2 separate regions of the Drosophila melanogaster genome follow, and region 2 is linked to region 1. Evidence: chromatin contacts called from public Hi-C data. All regions are on one chromosome and are shown on one strand. The core of a region is the stretch at or near the end of the contact, and the rest is flanking DNA. Distances in the headings are between cores, read along the strand shown.

Region 1 (5,766 bases), core at 1,442-3,941:
TAATTTATTTCAAATTGTAGCACTCATTTGACTTTCTCTATGAACCTGAGCAAAATAATGTAACTTCATGAATTTTTAATTTTGCTGCGAAAAAAATAACTTCAATTCGAGAAAGAATAAAGTGATTTCTCTGTCACTTTCAGATGCGTTTCCTGCTGTGTGTTAACGTCGTTTTAAGTGTTTAATTTTGAAATCCAAAAAATAAACGGCTCTGTAAATGTGTACGTATTCAATGCGATCAAGCAAATATATATAAATGGATAATAAAAATCGGTGATAACGAACCCGATGTGGGTCAGACGGAAAAGAGTGTTTCTTGCTGGTTTCTGGCCAGAACAAACACTCATATGATTGAGGTACAAAAGTGAAACTCTGACGCTCTGAAAGTCGGTAATTCTGAGTCGATAGTTGCGGTGCGGTATAAACATTTACATTTGATTAAACAGCGTTTATTGACTGTTTTCGTTTTTGCTTTTGTTCGGCCTTAATGCATTTCGCCGATATTCGGCTTTCGTTTTGCGAGGACACAAAAAGAATGCGGGAAAAAAGCCCATCCGAACCCAACCCATCCCAACCCGGTATCTGTATCTGCATCTGTGCATCTTTATCTGTGCGTATTTATTTTGGTTTTACGGCATGTATGTAATTACCCGGGAACCGAGTAAAGCAGGCAGAAAAGACAGAGAAATGGAGTGTGTTTCGTATTCTTTGGCCGGTCTCTTCTCCGTCGCGCGTCTTATCATTATTTCCGAGTGTGTATTGTGCGCTTTCTGATTGCTCTGCCCCCTTTTAACCTTCGTATTTAAGAAATTTCTTAGCCCATTACGATTTCACTCAATACGGCGTATGATTTTTGTAGGCCTTCCAACAAAAAATTACATGTTTCACTTTCTCTGGCGCCCGAATAGTCCCCCCCTTCGAAAACAGAAAAATAACAAGAACCGCGTCGAAGAACCAAAAGATAAATGCTTAGACATCGTCTGCCCCTCTCTATTTTGTTTCGAAATATCTTTTCGGGGTTTCTGTTTTTGTTTTCCCCACATCAATCAGAGAATGCTTCGTTCTTTCCATTTCTCTTGTGGGCAAGCATTGAAAAGGGAAATTTCTTTAGCCCAATTAAATGAAAAGAAACCAAATCAGGTTATTCCATGAATTTTGAGCTTATTTCTGGTTCTGCATGTTTGTTTGGCACTGATCGTTCTCTTTGAAATTTTATTTCGCCACAAGACTTAAATGCATTATACAAAAATTGTTTTTGGGAAATACACATTTTCAAATAAACAAATTCTATATATATGCAAGTTGAAGTAATTGTTAATTGGGGTTCTAAGTAATATTCACTTAAGCAAAGCTCTTATACTCTTATACTCTATTATTGACAAACCTAAATTGCCATCCAACTCTAAGTTCTTAAGTTGTCACAAAAAGTTGTCATTTTATGAACATATACAATTTATTTATTAAAGCTGTACTTACGCTTATCGCTCCTGTTTCGCTTTCTGGTTTTGTTGAATTTTTTCATTCAGAATTTGCTACGCAATTTACGCGTTTAATTTGTTGCTGCCTCTGTTCGCCGCACTCGTTTTTCTGTTATTTCACACACAATTTTTTTTATTTAATTGCACACATAATGAACAATATTAAATGCTATATTCGTATGTTTGTGCGTTGAAGACACGCACTCAGCCAATTGAAAATTGTATTTGCGGTTGGGTTTCAATACAACAAATTTATCAAGCACTCACTGAAAATGGAATTGGCACTTTAATTTTTTGTTAAAATGGTCTGAGGATCTTAACAATGATGTATTTATTGATTAAGTGTGGTTTTAATGAACTTCAAAAACGAGATTATTTAATATGTTATTAGTTTTATTCGTTTTCGTACAAGTTTCTTTAGGTTTTTGATCAGACAAATTTGTCAACCAGTTTTTTTTTTTTTAATATTTTTATAGTGTGCGAAAATATTTGTATTGAGCGTTTAGAAATTTAATAATTTTTTTCTGTGACTTGCACGACGAAAATGTGTGGATTCAACTGGGTTCTTGGACACAGGTATCTTTCAGGGAATATTGGAGGTATTGGGAACCGAAAACGAAACCGATTCGGAGCGGAGCGGAACCGAAAAGTCGAGCGACGCGTGCACTTACAGCGACGTCTGAGCAGCAAAAACTCGAGAATAACCAAAGTGCGGCTCAATTTATACGAGGAGTCGAAAAACACAGACCAGAAGATACATTTACAGATGCAGATACAGATACGCGTTCTCTTTGTGTTAGTGTATCTCAAAGATACTTCTAACCGTCACTCTCTTACGCTCTCTCTTCGCTGTGGGGGTGGTCTGTCTCCGCTGTTATCGTTATTGCCGCTCTCTCTGCGCGCTCTGTGTGTTTTGGTTATAAAAGTGTAGTAGATTTTTGGCATTTATCTGTTTTTGTTTTATTTGCATATGTTCAATATGCACGACCCACATTGTTGTTGGTGTTGTTGTTGTTGTCTGATCGCGGCGTATAGAAATAATACGTATACACATGTGTATATATACACCGAATGTACATATTATCTCTCTCGCCCCCCACTCGCACTCACACACACACACTCTCACGCACCGCACACATACAGTTGCACCGCCTGAGTTCCGCTGCCCGTCGGCACAGTCCGCACACGGTAACAATTCGAATACGAATACGCAAAACGGTCTGGCGAACTGAAAACAGCCAAAACTTTTCGCCTGCGCCGACGTCGACGTCGGCAGCGCAGCTGTTTGGAGCTGTTGGGGCTCTGTTAGGCCCCCACGCTGTTAGGGCTCTGTTAGTTCGGCTGCTCTCTCTGTTTGTTATCAGTGGCGTGCGCTCTTTTATCAAATTGGAAAGGGGATTTTGGAGATCAGACAGATCGACCTGGGTTAAACTTTCAGCATACCGGAATATTAGAATACATTACGTTTATAAGGGAATAATTGAAGTGGTTTTGATAGAAGTACCAATTCTTTCATAGAAAGACCTTTATTTTGATTGAAATTCGACAAGTTTGACTTTCTCTTAGCTTGGCTTAGTGTTTTTTAACTTACGAATCACATGTAGTACACAATATTTATTGTTGCATATGTACAATAAAATACATTTTCTGCAAATGACTCAACCAAGATTTTTCGTCTGGGTGGGGTGGGTAATATAAAAAAGTGAAGAGAAGTGATGGATATTCTAAGTCTATGATTCGATTGATTAATTTCTTATTATGAGCTATACATTATTTTCACTAAGGCATGAGGAACAGCTTAAAGCCTGAAAGTTTTGCATTTCAAAGAAAAGTGTTTATGATGAGGAATTTTGGTGGTTTAATGTTCGTTACATTAATGCTCGTTACATTTTAGTTAGTTCCAGCGAAGTACTAAAAAGGAATACTTTTTGCAAAACGTGCTAAATAGTTTCTATAAGTTGCTTTGTGTGTTTACCAAGTGATTTTTGCGATTAAGGGTTATCTCTTAGGTTATGCATCTGCTGTCTGTCGGTGCAACTGACTTTACAATATAGTCTACAGTCTTGGAGGCTAATGGAATTCAGTTTGCGAAATTCCTCGAGTAACTCTCTGGTCGCCTATTAATATTCATATGTGCAAAGTACGTATCAATTGCATATTCGGCGCAAGGTCGTCTGCCAAGCGGCCAGATAGATAGGCAAACTGTCAGATACGCGTACTCATGCAAAGTCTGTGCGCAATAATCAAGCAAATTGAGTGCAACGCAGGCGATGGCGCAGCCGTATCTATTGGCTACTCTTTTGGCAAACTCCCATCGATATCGGCTCGATTCGCAGCTAGACGGCTAATTACGTGACATGTTAGACGCGAAAACAAGTTAAACACGCTCGTTCGATTTGTGTAATTAATTGCAGGCCGAGACGAGCGAGAGCTCAAAAACAAATTCACCTCGAAATGTGCATTGAACTTTTGCGGTTGCTTTTCTCGCCGCCGCCGGATGAATGTTGTTTTCCCTTTTCGGTGGCTCGCTTTTTTTGTAACCAATTCTAGTTGCAATCCGCTGCTGATAACCCGCAGATGAACCCATGGGTGTTGGAGCTTCCACATTGAAGGGGGTTACGCATTCTGAGTGGGCTTGTTGGTGGGTGGGATGGGGCACGAGCAGCTGATGCAGCTGATGTGTGTGTGTCAATGTTTCAGCTTGTAAACAAACGGCAAGCAAATAATGACAAAGTCGACAACGAAACTCCAAAAGTGTTCCTTATTGTTTGTTGTATTGACTACATCGCTGGGCTTATCGCTAACCGTTGTCAGATGGAATAAACATTCACATTTATATGTGTTGCACACAATGTGGTGTGGTATGTATGTGCAGTGGGGCTTCCTTATGACGAACTTGTATATTACATATATTCCTATAAATATTAGGTATTTTTATTGCTAATAAAATAAAAAGTAGAAAAAGCAAAAGCTTGCCATACAATTACTTTTACTAATTCTTATTTCTTTAAGCGATTTCCCTAATTGTTGTTAATTTTTAATGAGCTTGATATTTTACTACTGAAAGGGGAATTGGATGGGGAAATGTTCTTATTTAATCTTGACTGAAAGCAGGAAGCACGCTTATGAATTGGATGAGTTTGAAGCGAATAGAACGGATCAAAAGTCGGAGCTGGCCTATAATGTGTGTCAGTGGTGATAAGCAAATGCGGGGGGTGGGAAAACTATTGTATAAGATCTGAACGGAGTCACTCGATTCTACTCCTCGATCGAATACAGTTTGCATTCGTTATAAGGGTACTTGCCTCTGCCACTCCGAGTCGCCCCATTCCCCGAGTGTGCCTGCCATGACTAATTAAGTAACCAAAAAAGTATGAAAAGAAGGCAAAAAGCTGCTCAAATTCTCAGCATTAAAACGTGCCGACAACTTTGTAAAGGCTGCCAAAAATGCACATTTTTATTTATATTCGCACACAAGTTGTTGGGACATGCTTTTTTGGAGTTGGAATCGATGCGAAGGGTAACTTAGCTGACACGTGAGATTTGAATTTAGCATTTGGGATAAGTGGAAAATGAGAATTATCTTGAAAGTATCTTTATTCGGATACTATTTTAATATGCATTTGATTTTTGTCAGACTAACCATAAAGATTAATCTTTAAATATGAATTAATTAGTAGGTAATAGTAACTAACAGAATAAGTACAACAAGATTTCTTAAGCTATAAGAAATGTAAATATTTAAAGATAATACGTATGTTTAAAAGAGTTAGAAATAAATTCGAAATGAATGTGAATAGATGCTTTTTATAGTCTAGCCAATAATTTGTTAATTATTTCTTAAATAGTGAATTTGCAATTGAAAGTTCCAACCATCATATTAGAGTACCAGTGGGTGTGTTTTAAGGGGCTGAAAGTCGAATTCCTGCCACATGGAGTTTCGATTCCTGGACTCTTCTGCCCGTGTGAATCATGAGCATTAAGCATAAAACCGACATTTAGCTGATTGATCTTAATAAGAATTTTTGCGGCGGGGCGGGGCATTCGGGCGGAGGATGGCTAACGGATCCGTTGGGACGGGTCAATAACATTGTGCGGATGCCTCCTTCTGATTCTCCCCCATATGCATCCCCATATGGATCCACCGATGTTGAGTCCCTGAATTTGAGGGCGTTGCTGGGCTGCGCCTGCGCAACATAACAAACTTTGTGTTTGTTTCCCCCACTCGATGGCGTTTCTTTAATAACTCAGAGTCGAAGTCAGAAATTTTTGGAAGCGAGTAGGAGCT
Region 2 (5,766 bases), core at 1,188-3,687, 83 kb before region 1:
TCGCTCCAAAAACTTGCAACTTCTGTCGAAACATTCCCGTCAGTCAGTAAATCTCTCGGCTTCCTTTTCCTTCGTTTCGGAGTTTTATTATTTATTTTTCGCACACAAATTCCTAGATGATATATATTTTCCGCTTGCGACACGACGAGCATTTTCATCTTTTATTTATATGGGTTTTAACCTTTTTCTGCTTTTTTTTTTTTCTTTTTTTGTGGCTGTTTGTGTGCTTTCCTCATGACTTCATTTTGTGGGGCTTTGTTTTGGTTTCTGGTCTTACCTTCAACCTTTCGACGGCAGCAATATTGAACCACCCACACATTGAGGCAGCGGAGGCAACTTTCAATTGCGACATGCGGCGGAGAGCGGTGTCCTCTCTTTACCGCTGCCACTGCCCCTTTTCCGCGGCGTTTCTTTACATGACAAACCAGCTTGGAGCGTCTGTGTTTGCTCACTCGGCGTCTCTGTGTGTGTGTGTGTGTGTTCGCGTGCTTGTGTAAGTGCGCTGTGGGAAATAGTGAAAAAGAGCGCCCCCTCCGAATGCCGCCCACCGCCCGCCACCCAACTCAGCGCTCTGTTGCTTTTTTTTCAGGCCTAACGCAAAACATTTTGAGGTAGGTTGGGAATAGATTGGCAACAACTGCGCGCACGCACACACTTACATGCCATCGCACACACACACACACACACACACAGAGCGTGCGCGGAAAAACTTAAATTTCTCGTTTCGTGGCAAGAAATTAGCAAATGATTTTCCATTTTTTCTCTTTTTTCTGCCTTTTAACCCAAATACGGCGGTGGCGATTTTTTCGCATTAGAATTATGTAAGCCAATGCCCCATATATGAAGTAGGCCTATGCGATACTTACACAAGTATCTTTCTCCGGTTTAGATTTTGTAATCGCTTTTGCTCTCCGCATAATTGGCCAATGGAGGTTCTGCTCACTCGCAACTTATCTCCTTATCGGTAGCCAAGGAGAGACGCCGAGTCCCCGATTCCTAGTCGCAGGGATTATGTCACTAGTCGGGCAACGTAACTCAATTACAAAATCGGATTAGCAAATGCAGAAAATCCGAATTCAGCAAATATCTCCCGTTCGCAGTGCAGCTGATGTGGTGTGGCCATATGGTCACTTGATAGCCACAGCCGAGTCCAATAGGTCGGGTCAAGGCCCAAGACTTGTTGCTGGGAAATTCGCGACAACGAGTCGTATACGTAATGCGGCTACCTAGAACTTGCTGCGCTAGCCGAAATTTCCGTTTTTGGGGCTGCGGTCTCGGATTCTTGGTAAACCAGCTGCAAAATGCAACGAAAGCCCACACCATTCCGCATTTAAATATATTTTGCTTTTACAATGAGGAAACTTATACTTAAATTTAAAAGTCTATTGATATACATGCCACTCTTTTCGAATAAATTACATTTTGAGGTTTAATCATGACAGCGCTTTTTCTTTTATAAAATTATAGTTGTAAACTTCCTGATTAGCAATTTAAACACAAAACAATTATCTTGACAATATCGGAGCAGAATTATAGTATTCACTACCAATTAGCACTTGTAACCCCCCAGAAAGGTTGGCGCGTGACCAAAAATGTTTATTTTTTCACGCATAGAAAGTGTTAATATAAACAGAAGCTACGAGAATTTAGACAATATTCGACTGGTAAACGAGAAAAAAAAAACTTGAAGTCAAAAATATAATATAGCCAAGCAGGAGCCATTTTTCATAAATTAGATATACTTTATAAAATACAAATATTAAACGAAATCGTTGATACTAAATTATGCAAATTAAAAAATGTTTCAAACCGACACATTTGTTTATAAAATTAAAAGAGTAATTGCCTGCTCAGAATGCGACATATCATTAACGTATCTCTTAAAACATAACCCAGTGCATAAAATAAAACGCATTACAAAATCTCATTTAGGCAATCGCAACAAATTAGAAAGGCATATAAAACCATCTTGTCGAGGGGCAAATGCGTCAATCTATATGCATATTATACCACACCATAAAACAAGTAAAAGTACTTAATGACAAATTAAAACGAAAGATTCAGCCGAAATAAAAACAAATCATCGGAAAGTATATATAGAATTACATTATATTTCCTTTTGTGCGATACGAGAAATTTTCGAGTATAGAGAAATAGCGGTCATAAAAAATGCAAAAAACAAACGAGCGCAGCAAAAACAGAAAAACAGAAAATCACACAGATCGCAACCGAGTCGCGTATCATTTCTTAATGCGGAAATATTGAAGAAGAATTTCTGTTGTCTATATAAATACGAATAATGTGCGTTTGTGTGTGGACTTGTATTAACTGCATATGTAGCCCTAATAAACACACATTTTCGTACGACAATGAGAAATTGCCTGATATGCATATGTCTCGCTGCCTGCGCCTGTGTGCGTAAACAATGAGAATCCCGTGTCCGTGTGAGCAGTGTGTCTTTGCTGGTGTGCGTTATCCGCGAGACCTTGAACTTGAGACTGAATTTCCAAAAAGCGCACACACACACATACGCGCGCACCGAAGAAGCGAGAGAACAACAACTGGCTTTTATTCTGGCCACCAATACACAGGCAGTCGTGAAAGCAGCGAAGTTGGCAGCGGCATAAAAGCCAAAATAAGGCGGCAGAACAGGAATTTAGAGAGCAGCAGAGAGCCGCCAAGAAAGAGAGAGAGAGGAAGAGAAAAAAGGGGAATGGGAATGGGAATGGGAACGGGAACGGGAATGGGACTGGGAATAATGGGGATCGTGCAAAAGCGAGGCAGACGGAACCCAAAAAAAATATATTTGTAGTACGTACACATAAAAAATTGGGGAAGAGACATTCACACCAACAACAAATACTACAATTGCCAAACAAACACATAAATTATAATATTTAAATATAGAACTTTTGCGTTGTTGTCGCCCGTTCCTGTTGATTTTGCTTTCGACTCTTTGTGCATTTTACTTTCGTCTGTCGCTGCTGCATTCGAATTAACTTGAATTTTGCTTTCTTCCACACCCATAATTCTGTTTGCTTTTTTCGCTTTTTGCACTGCCATAAATTGTATTATTATTATTATTGAAAATAAATAAAGAAATAAATACATATATCCCAGTTGGGGAACATTTTGATTCCGGTTTGGCGCATTATTGCGCCGCACAAGTGAAATTATCGATACAAAGCAATTTCTAGTGGCTGTCGTTTTTGGCTTCAGCTATTCGGGGAATTCGCCTGGCATCCGTCACTGGTATTTTTTAATGGTTTTTTGTTTTGCTAAATAGAATTTGAATATGTTTTTTGCGGGCTAACAATTGGGGCAAGGCTAGTTTTATGATTGATTATTAAAGGAAGGGCGCACATTTAATGTAAACAACATAAAAATGCATGATTAAATGTACTAGGAAGATTTGCAAATTGATTTCGGTATCTAGAAATCTTTAACGCCTTAACTGAACACAGAAAGTTAAAGATAGATATTTATCGAAAATAGTTAAAAAGTGAACTTTCATTTGGCCATAATATGCCTTCAGCTCGTTTCCCCCGTAATTCGATCGGCCAAAACCAAAGCAATAATTTCAGCCAACAACTCCCAAGTATACAGTTTCATTTGCCTACTTTCCACTGATTAATGTCAGATGAAAATACTGGATAGGTGATAAAGGCTGAGCTCAATAGGTAAATCCCCCTTCAGCTGGGCCCACACAGAAATCACTTTCCGTTTCTTACAAAACCGCCCACAACTCACAAGCTCACAAATGTCGGTTGTTGGGCACATCAAAAATAGGCCAATAACCAAAATGCCATAAACAATTACAAATTGTTGTTGCTGCTGCTGCTGCTGCTGATGGTGCTGGTGTGCAATTGTTATTGCTGTTGTGGGTCGGACAGACAGGCGGGCAGCTTCTACGGCTTTCGGAAATGCTATGAAAAATTGTAAACAAAACTCAAGCACCACGGATGACGCCTTATCCACCGCACAGCCGAAAACAAACCCAGCCAAACTGAGTATAAAAAACAAAAAGCATATCGGCTCTATAAGGCGAACTAATCATTTAGAGGTAACAAGCAGGCAGCGATGGCTCGTACCTACATTGACCTACTATTGCGGCAAATGCTGCGCTATCCGCCGGAATTGTGATGTAACTGTCCCAAAATGCCGCGCACATATCAACGAGCCAGTTCGGTTCAAGTCCAAATTCGAATTCAACAAAGAAAAATAGCAAAAACCCACCAGCTCACATGCACATGACTTTACCGTTAATTTCTTTGACATGTCTCTCTGTGTGTGTGTTGTTTTTTATTATTATTATTTTTTTATGTTGTTTGCCAATTTTGCTTTGTTTTCTCGTAATATATTTAATTTTTTTCTCTTGTATTTCTGTGTGTTTTGTCGGTTGGTTAGTTTCTGCTGGTTTTATTAGACCGCATTTTTAGAGGTCAGCGCACATTTGGCGCAGCATTGCAATGTTTTGTAGACTCTATTACCACTGGCTATTTGTCTTTCTTTCTGCCGTGTTTGTGTTTGTTTATGCACCATTAACGCTGAACCTCTGGCGGTCTGATTGTCGGCTTCTATAGCGTTGTTTTCTTTTCCATGGTGGCGCCACAAATGCGGTACAGTGAAAGCTCGGCGGAATAAACGGGGGAAGACCGATGAACTTCTTCCAGGAAATCTAAATTCTTCGCCTTCCTTCCGTTGTTCACCTAGGCGTATACTTAATTTGAACGCTCGTATATTACCCATACGCCTAATATGCCGCACAGGAAGTAATCGCACACGTTTCGTTTGCGCAATAAACTATTTCAACGGGAATAAATACAATAATCTACTTTTGAATTCTCAGGAATTTTCTAGAGTCAATACACATGTTGCTTACAAGTTGCAGTTTACGATCAAAATACAAGCTGTTGACACGCGGAATATGTGCTAAAAGCACGGTTTAAATACGACTTCCAGCTTTGAAGTTGCCCAACAACTATTTCATTTAACCATTATATATTAAACTTTTACCTTAATTTGTAAAAAATCAAAAGTAAACTATATGCACATGAATGTTTTCATTCTGCTGTAAATTGATTTAGACATTTCCATGTCAGTCGTTTACCATTTAGAACTTTAACTTGTCGGCGGCCACCTGCAACAAATTACGCATACGCCGCGTTGGCCGCAGTAAAAAACAACACGTGAGCACTTCCCCACGGAAAAACTAAAAGAAAAACGTAGACAAGCGAAAAAAATCGAGGCAAGTGACGGGCATTTCCGACATTTTCACTTCGACAAGCGATTAAAGCACCAAGTAAATAGAGGGAAATTCTCGCAACGAAAACTTGGCGAAAATAATATTTATAATTTCCGTTAAAAAGCTGCTGCTGTTGCACCAGCAGGCCAATTGTCGATGGCCGAGGGGGGCGAGGCGGTGGGTGGTTAACCAATGCAACCGCACAGCTGTTTTGTTGCCGCGCGATTTCCGTCACGACTTTGGTTTTTTATTTTTGTGCTGCGGCTTTTGAATTTCTTACATATCAAGAAAATATATGGGTATATACATTTATATATATGTATATTTTTACATGCTTCTCATTCACCCACGACGAGTGGAGCGGCAATCAAAACGAGACAACTGCGTTGCACAGTGGGTCAAATGGCCTATAGGACAGAGTAAAATAATAAACGTTTTTTACAAGAAAAAGGTCAAAATATATTTATATATTTTTTTAGATTGTATTGCTTTTGAAAACAAAGGGTATTCAAGTACTTGTA

Evidence for each region. Hi-C and Micro-C count contacts between places; a contact is called where the count stands out from the background.
Region 2: a contact with region 1 is called in a Hi-C map of the Kc167 cell line, with 4 times the contacts expected there. A contact is called at or near these places in 14 of 107 Hi-C or Micro-C datasets (the Kc167 cell line, the OSC cell line, the S2 cell line and 6 more) and 3 of 7 datasets of targeted methods (the Kc167 cell line and the S2 cell line).

What each region holds. Positions count from the first base shown.
Region 1 is chr3L:17,484,043-17,489,808 of dm6, reverse strand. Oatp74D (Organic anion transporting polypeptide 74D) reads right to left here and starts at 2,691. Exons shown (of 9, transcript NM_140732.3): 1 at 2,620-2,691; 2 at 1,477-1,744. It overlaps CG6333, which reads left to right and starts at 3,579. Exons shown (of 3, transcript NM_001169988.1): 1 at 3,579-3,618.
Region 2 is chr3L:17,567,037-17,572,802 of dm6, reverse strand. All of the region lies in intron 5 of Eip74EF (Ecdysone-induced protein 74EF), which reads left to right. Among named protein-coding and RNA genes, the nearest start is that of CycT, 12 kb to the right of the region's middle.